Regions from separate parts of the Mus musculus genome. Here regions 1 and 3 are each linked to region 2. The links are chromatin contacts, called in public HiChIP or PLAC-seq maps. All regions are on one chromosome and are shown on one strand. Each heading gives the region's core, a stretch centred on a gene start, on an enhancer-like site or on the middle of the called end of the contact. The rest is flanking DNA. Distances are from core to core; before and after follow the strand shown. Region 1 overlaps Fer1l6 (fer-1-like 6 (C. elegans)). Region 2 holds the start of Anxa13 (annexin A13). Region 3 overlaps Fer1l6 (fer-1-like 6 (C. elegans)).

The links. HiChIP or PLAC-seq counts read pairs in DNA pulled down with a chosen protein or histone mark.
Region 1: a contact with region 2 is called in an HNF4G HiChIP or PLAC-seq map of pancreatic cancer cells. The contact joins the enhancer-like site here to the promoter of Anxa13 in region 2. A contact is called at or near these places in 1 of 39 promoter capture datasets (pre-B cells), 2 of 15 datasets of contacts at CTCF or cohesin (embryonic stem cells and pro-B cells), 24 of 484 Hi-C or Micro-C datasets (the MNK3 cell line, bone marrow-derived macrophages, conventional dendritic cells and 11 more) and 1 of 115 datasets of contacts at active chromatin or transcription factors (pancreatic cancer cells).
Region 3: a FOXA1 HiChIP or PLAC-seq map of pancreatic cancer cells shows a contact between it and region 2. The contact joins the enhancer-like site here to the promoter of Anxa13 in region 2. A contact is called at or near these places in 6 of 39 promoter capture datasets (the HPC-7 cell line, embryonic stem cells, liver and 2 more) and 1 of 115 datasets of contacts at active chromatin or transcription factors (pancreatic cancer cells).

What each region holds. Positions count from the first base shown.
Region 1 is chr15:58,565,926-58,568,625 of GRCm38.p6, reverse strand. All of the region lies in intron 11 of Fer1l6 (fer-1-like 6 (C. elegans)), which reads right to left. Among named protein-coding and RNA genes, the nearest start is that of Gm36451, 30 kb to the left of the region's middle. Within about 2 kb of position 1,420, at least 18 of the 459 cell types and tissues checked have an H3K27ac peak or open chromatin away from gene starts, as enhancers often do. A contact at or near this core is called in pancreatic cancer cells, where this site is marked.
Region 2 is chr15:58,387,884-58,390,583 of GRCm38.p6, reverse strand. Anxa13 (annexin A13) reads left to right here and starts at 1,310. Exons shown (of 8, transcript NM_027211.2): 1 at 1,310-1,368. The coding sequence starts at 1,354.
Region 3 is chr15:58,545,857-58,548,579 of GRCm38.p6, reverse strand. Fer1l6 (fer-1-like 6 (C. elegans)) reads right to left here. Exons shown (of 41, transcript NM_001370912.1): 3 at 147-261. Among named protein-coding and RNA genes, the nearest start is that of Fer1l6, 37 kb to the right of the region's middle. Within about 2 kb of position 1,294, at least 20 of the 459 cell types and tissues checked have an H3K27ac peak or open chromatin away from gene starts, as enhancers often do. A contact at or near this core is called in pancreatic cancer cells, where this site is marked.

The sequences.
Region 1 (2,700 bases), core at 171-2,670, 180 kb before region 2:
TGGAATCGAGATCATTCCCATGTGTTCTTTGAGATTAACATATGCTAACCTGTTGCCTTGGGGCTGATCCACAGTCAACGTTCACTTCCTTAAATAATTAGTGTGGTGGTTTGAATCGGTTTGGCCCCCATAGGCTTGGCCCATGGGGACTGGCATTATTAGGAGGTGTGGCCTTATTGGATGGGTGTGGCTTTGTTGGAGGACGTGTGTCACTGTGGGGGTGGGCTTTTAGGTCTGCTAGTGCTTAAGTGTGGAAGAGTCTCCTCCTGGCTGCCTGCAGAAGATAGTCTCCTCCTGGCTAACCTCAGATGAAGATGTAGAAATCTTGGCTCCTCCAACACCATGCCTGTCTGCACACTGCCGTGCTTCCTGCTATGATGATAATGCTATAAGCCAGCCCCAATTACAATGAAATGTTTGCCATTATAAGAATTGCCTTGGTCATGGTGTCTCTTCACAGTAATAACACTGTAGGGCAATTAGGAAACTCATAAAAAGAGGGAAGTGTTAGGCATAGCAAAAGCTTCAATCAATCCTGTGTATCTGGGGTGCCGGACACACTGAAAACTATTGGAAGGGATCCACTTGTATCTGAGTCAGAAATGCTTTTATATTGAAAGGACATTAGAGCTCTCTACTCCAACCTCTAGTGTTTAGCTTTATAAAATAAAGTGCAAAAAGACTAAGGGGCTTCCAAGGTCACACAGCAAGACTAAGTCAGCTATGGCTTAAGACCTATTCTTTACCAAGACTGCATGGTCAAAAAACCTACAGGTAATCTGGAAGACTGGAGTGTGGCAGGTCATGCGGCAGTGGTTCTCAACCTGTGGGCCATGACCCCTTTGGCAAACCTCTATCTCCCAAATATATCTACGTTACAATTCTTAACAGTAGCCGAGTTCCAATCAGGAAGTAGCAATGAAAGTAATTTATGGTTGGGGGGGGGAGGGGTCACCATAAGACGAGGAAGTTTATTAAAGGATTACAGCATTAGAAAGGTTGAGAGCCAACCAGTACACCATAGGGTAATACTCAGTTCTTTGCAAGTAGCTCTTCCTAATGGGGAATTATTTCTGAGTGAAGATTCTGAGTGAGGTGAAGAGGTATAAAAGGGTTCTCTGGCTTTGCAGCTGGATTTACTAAAGTCCAAGGAAAGAAGAGCAGGGCTTAAATTCCTTAGCAGTAAGCTAAGAGAACAAAACAGCTGTGGCCCCACAGACATGGGGTGAACAGAACAAGAGTCCTGAAGTAGGCCCCTAAAAGAAGCAACAGATTTCAGATAATTGGGTGAGAGGTGACCTTTCCTGTGACATTGGAAAATCCAGGAAATGTTTTCTTTTTGACCAGAAACAGAGAGCAGGGCAGAGCAGAGTGTAAGACTTAGTCAGTACCTATCAGCCTCTTATCTTGCAGTTTGGGGGCTGAGTTTACTCTCTGGGAGGAGGGTAAAAACCACAGAGACTAGAGGGAAAACAGGCCTCAAAGATGACAGATGTGGCAGCAATTCAGCTGCCAGGTACTGGACTTTGAGCAAGTGCCATCCATCCTCTGGCTGTTACTTTCCTTATCTGTGACAAAAGTCTCACAATAAGACCTGGACCACTTGTGAAGAGCAGACATATAAGCCCTACAAATTATAATTACAGTAAATATCTCAATAGTTTGAATTATCTTTTAATCTTTCACATCCTTCAAGTTCCAATTTCTAGCCCCAACCCCCCAATTCTGGAAGTATGCCTTGAACCGGAGAAATAATTGTTACTTAATGTGTACTGAGCTCACAAGAGCTGAGCCTCAATGTTCATCTCTCTGCTTCCTGACTGTGGATACAATGTAACCAGCTTCCGCAGGCCCCTGCTGCTATGCTTTCCCCACTATGATGGACTGTGTCTTCAAACTTTGAACCTTAAACCCCCTCTCTTGAGACTGATTTTAGTCAGTTTTGTCTCAGCAAAGAGAAAAGCAATTAGCATAGGGGTCAAGTCGTCTGCCCAAAGAATCAAACAGAGGTAAGCATGTCTTGTTGCACACTAGCCTCTGTACCATACTGATACAATTTAAATCCAGCGGTCCCACACAAAAGGCCAAAATTTTTTAAATAGCAATCTTTCTCATGCCATAAATAACAGCAATATGTAGTTCCTAACATGCCCCTCACTTCCATCTTCCTGTTGTATATATTTTTGCATACATTCTCTCTCCTTCCACAGCATAAGCTCCATGGAGTTGGGCTCTCTGTTTACTCTTGCCCATGGTGAGCAAGACTTTAAAAATGCTCACATTCCCCAGGCTGGCTATGCTCTGTGGGAGTTTGGCAGAGGAGAAAGAAGCTTTGGCACGTAATGAGACAGAAGAGGAAAAGACAAAAGAGGGTCTCCCAGCATCCAGATGTGCAGGAAGTTTCTGCTGACAGTGACACTGGGCTCTGTGACCCTGGGAAGTTGAAAAATTAAAAAACACATAGCAAGAAAGGGTTGATCTACTCTGGCTGCGGGAGACAGAGGATTTGTTCCTTACAAGAAGAAGGAGCACAGTAGAAATGTCAGCCTGTGGTGTCATGGCTTGGTCATGGCCATTCTCTCTCTTAGGTCACCACCTTCGGGGAAGGCAACCAACTACCAAGTCATAAGGATTATCAGAATTTATGGGAGGCCTCCAGAGTAAGGAACTGCATTCTCATATCAATAACCAACAAGGTAC
Region 2 (2,700 bases), core at 61-2,560:
AGAAGCAAGCCTCTAGAAGAAGAAACTGAGAACTCAGTAGGCTTACTTTTAATGGTCATCTTTTTGTTGAAAAAAAAAGTTACTCAGACTGGCAGCTATTATTATTATTATTATTATTATTTAAAAACTATTCAGATTGTAAGAATGATGATGACCCTTGGGGGCTGGAGAGATGGCTCAGTGGTTAAGAGCACTGACTGTTCCTCTAGAGGTCCTGAGTTCAATTCCCAGCAACCACATGGTGACTCACAACCATCTGTAATGGGATCCGGTGTCCTCTTTTGGTGTGTCTGAAGAGAGCAACAGTGTATTCATATACATAAACTAAAAAAATAAGTCTTAAAAAAAAAGAATGATGATCCAGTACAACTCCATGTATCATAAAAAATTATCTATAACAAAATAAGAATAGTGATATAAATAAAATGGAGTTTCAGTCTGCTTGGTTAATGCTATGATGCTGATGATGACCATGGGTTTTAAGACAGGTCTCATTATGTAGCACTGGCTAACCTAGAACTCACTGTGTAGACCAAACTGTCTTCAAAGTCACACAGATCTGCCTGCCTCTGCCTCCCAAGTGCTGACATTTAAGGAGTGTACTTTCAGCAATGCTTTTATTATTACACACACACACACACACACACACACACACACACACACACACACACTTGGGGCTATTGAGATGCATCTGCAGGTAAAGGTGCCTGCTGCCAATGCTGACCACCTGAGTTTGATTCCCCCAGACGCACATATCAGGAGAGAGCTGACTTGTCCTCCGACCTTCATGTGTTCTCCATGACGACATGCACACATACACACATGCACACGCACATAGGTAAGATTAAGAAATGATTAAGACCAATTAATTAAGAAAATGATTGTAATGCCAAGAGTGGTAGTAAATGATGATAACATCAACACTCTAGAGCTGAAACAGGAGGCTTTCTTCCAGTTCAAGTCTAGTTTGGGCTATACGATGAGAACCTTTCTCCATCAAGATGGGGAAAAGGCAAAATAATCTTTTCAAATTCTTTCAACTATTAGAAGCAAGTGGAGCTTAGCCCTTTAGTTGTGATAAATTAATTCAACTTTAAAGAGTCTAAGCTCCGGTTCGTTCCCTGGGTGTACGGTCTCTCGGATGGCCTGCCCGTCCAGCGTGCATAGCTAGAGCACATTCAGAGCCATCGCCACTCCCTACCCATCCCCAACAGTGTATTCAAATCCAATGCCAAAAGTTACTTATTAAACGCAGGAGATAGTGTGCCCTGCAAAATCCATTATAAACTTGGTCTGTGGGAGGACTAGTCTCTTCTTGAAGAAACCCAGGGCAGTCATCCCAGAGAAGAGGAAATGGGGAATCGTCATGTAAGTATTAACTAACTGCCTTTGGGACTCCGTTTTCTGTTTGGTTATCTTGTGAAAGAATCCAGCTGTGAGCTCATAGTTGATACCTTCATGCTTTATCGCTTTAATAGTCCCCTCGTGGCTAGTATTAGCAAGAGTGTCCTGTGCTTTTTAAAAAGGTGTTTAATATAACCCAATAAAGATTGCCTCACGGCAGTGAGCAAATGGCTAGCATTTATTTGTAGAATGCATAGGTAAAGCTTTTAACTGTGGCGAAATTGTGCAAATCGTCAGAGACTATTCCTGTTCAGAGTCTGTGGGACAGATGAGGTCCTGTTGGAAATATGAGTACAGCGAGATAAAGACACTCCTGTGAGGCCATCTAGTTTAGACTACAAGGTGAAAATCCTCCAGTGTTATTGCCCAGCACCCAGATATTTGCAATTGTTCACGAAATCGACTAAATGTTTCCTTTTTTACTTCTAAAATGTCTAGGCTTACAAATAGCATGTCTGAATCGACAGAAAAACTGACCAAAACACTCACCATTTGGAATCTTTGTTCCATAAGGTAGATAAGAATTGAATGAGAGTTTTCCCTTGTTTTGAAAACCATTTATTTTAGTAATACTGCTTAACATGGGACCTGCCATCTTAACAAATTTTAAGTGTACAATAACAGTTTTACTGGCTACAAGTATAATATTCAGAAGCAGACCTACAACTTCTGCTTCTTTCTTAAATGAAATTTTGTCTATTGATCAGTAATTCCTCTTTCTCCCACTCACTGCCCTAGCCCATTCCACTCTGATTATCTAGTTTGCATTACTTTATATCCTACACATTAGTGAAATGTGCCTTTGCATCAGATTTTTCTGTGCTGAGATATGAATATCTGAAGCTAGCCAGTAAGAACCTGGATGAGGTCATGTTGCAGCCATGGTAACTTTTTATGGTGATATTTCATATACACAATAAACTTAATATAGATATTTATAGAACATGACACTAGGGGTAAAGGGAGTAAAAATCTAAATTTTTTTTCTGCACACTAGCCTTGTTTATAAGAGTTTGCCTTTACTTGTATTAAAGTACTGTTTTCAGAGGGTTGTTAAGTTTAACTCATATGCAAATAGCCTTTTTCCAGCTAGCCAAGATTATGAGTTATGTATTCACTGCCTTTCCCAGGAATAAAAAACTAATTACATTACAATATAATTCTTTAAATGGACACAAGGGATTTTAGGAGACCACCAGTCCAGCACCTGCATTTTGTCCCTTGAAAAACCACTCCTGATCAGGGCAGTTGCCTTTTGAGACTGGAGCAGAATTTTTGTGGATTTCATTTTTGAAT
Region 3 (2,723 bases), core at 45-2,544, 160 kb before region 2:
TCTGAGAGAAGTTGAATGAACACAGAACTCTCTTCCCATCTTAGCCCTTTGGCTCCTGGTGGACAGAAACTAGGTCTCTCCAGTCTTCTGGGAGCCTGGCATACCCAGGGTGCAAAGTGAGTGGGCTAACTATACAAACACCATACCTTCTCTTTGAAGGAGCCGAGGGACCGGGTGCAAGGAAAGCATCGTCCTTAGTCAAGTCTTCTGGACCTTCCTGATGAGAAGGTCCTTTCTGTGGTATTTCAGACTCGTTACCATCTAGAGAAACAAATGAAGAAAGAGGATTTTTGTTAAGTATATGATGGTAAACAAGCCTCCACTTTCTGCCCACCACGATGGAAGGCACCGGAGCCCCTACCACTATTGAATCAGATATGGTATTAACAGAAAAGCCAGGCAGACAGATGCATAGTTTAATGTGTGTGTATCCATTCCTTTGTAAGAAGGGATAGAAGGTTCAAACAAACAGATGTACAGACTAAGGAAACCTATCCAAGACCTTGACAAAAACAGTCTCCCAAAATAAATGAAACAGTCGGGAAACCCGAGGCAAGATCCCAGTGAGTGGTCATTCTTGAGTGTGCTAGCCAGCTTCTAACAGCAAAAATCTCATGCTGTAAAAAGACAGGGTCTCATCCCTGGATCCTACAAGTCCATAGAGTGAAAGCTGAGCAGGGCCGGTAGGAGCCACTGCAGACACAGGAGTGGCTAAGGAGACAAGGAGATGATGCTGTGTTATCATGTGGGACCTCATTGCAATCATATGCATCATCACAAGAAGGAGCAGACAGAGATTTTTAAACAGGGCCAAAGACAGCTGTGGGACTCTGGAGACAAAGATTAGCCTGACCCCTAACTATCACAAAGCAAGGAACAGTACAGCCTCACCCCACCTTGTTATGGTTTAGATCTTAAATGTCCCCAAGGTCATGTGTTGAATTTCTGGTGGTCAAATCATGCCATGCCTAAAAGGTAGGAGACCTGTAAGATGTGGGGCCTAGTGGAAGGGAGTTAAGTAACCAGGGGCATGTCTATGCAGTAGAGGTCGGGATCCTGGCCTGCCCTGCTATTACTCTACAATGAATTCCTACAATGTTTGGTTCTTCTGCTGCCTAAGAACCAAGCATCCATGGACTGAAACTGTGAGCTAAAAATACATCTTTCCCTTATCAGATGGTCACCTCAGGAATTTTGTCATAGTGACAGAATGCTGAGTGATGCAGAAGTTGGAAGGGGAAGAAAGGTTCTTCAGGTTTTTGGCCCACAGATGCTGACTCATGGATCAGGCATCTAGGCATCATAACCGTGAAAGAACGCATGTGTTAAGCTACCAACTTACCTACTGTAGGGAGAGCAGGTCACTAGGGAGCCCCAAGGAAACAGATTTATAAGAACTTAGCAAAGTCAAGTGAGTGGACTGTAGTCATACCCTCAGATCTGCCCATCCTAAGGGGAGGATGCTGATGTCATTCATGGGAACAGTGCCCGATGACCCAAGGTTGCCACACATGTGCACCTTACTTACCTTGCCGTGGGTCTATGTTTTCCTTATCTATAGTTAAGGCAGGGCTGGTGCCTGATATACCATAAAGTCATTAGGAAGATAAACACAACAGTGCCCCAGCCCTGTGCCTGTCACAGCCTAAGGAAGCTTAAGTGAGTCAGAAAGATTTTCCTGATCTTTTTCCTTCTATAAAATGATGATTATATGAGGAAAGGGTCTTCAAAACTGTTTAAAGCAATCAGGTTCTTTTTATAGATGCAAGTATATATTGAATATCTCTCTCTCTCTCTCACGTGTGTGTGTGTATGTGCTTGTGTGTGCATGCTTGCATGTGTGCATGTGTTCAAATGTGTGCACTTGTGTATGTATATGTGTGCACGCATAAGAATGTATGTATTTGTATTTTTAAAAATCTCATCATCTAGGAATTTCTACCTGTGAATCAAAGCAGAACTAGATATTGGGAAGGGAAAAGTCTCAAAATGACACACTCTATGCCAAAAGCTCATTTGTTTTAAGCTTTCCGGGTGTCATTCTGAGCGATGGAAATGAGGCTTTCCCCTAGGGCATCCCAGTAGCTGTTCCCAGGACCTCTGAGACTCAACTAGAAGTGCATCAACCGAATTATTTCTAATGTGCTTTCCAGCTTTGACATTTTTGGGTTCTGGTTTTAACCAGACAACTATGCCAAAAACAAAACAAAACAAGACAAACAAAACAAAACAAAACACCATAGAGAGAGACTCCATCAGCCCACTCCCAGGCATGGCCACATTTGATTCTCTGTAGCAATAGAGAAGAGCTGGATGAAGAGGAACCTTGTTTACTGTGGTCTCAGTCAGGAAACTCAGGCCAAAGCCAGACCAAAGGGTCAGCCGAGGAAACACTAGTGCCGGGTTGAGTGGCTTGTAGCCTTGCAGCAACAAGATAAAATAAATGCCTATTCTCTGCAGATGACTGAGCCTTATGTATGCAGAGCTTCTGGCATTAGATGCAGATTGCAGTAAGCATCCTTAGGTACCTCAAAAAGTGAAACAATGTGCAAGGTTGGATGCTGGAGAGGAAACTAACAGACCATGGGCCCCTTCCTCTGGGGCTTACACTCTGGAGTGTGAGAGAGACCTCTCAACGTAGGAAAGTCCCCCGCAGCAGCTTCTTTATGGCTGGCACTCCTTTGCCCATTGATTTATGATGCTCTCTCACTCACCATCTGTGC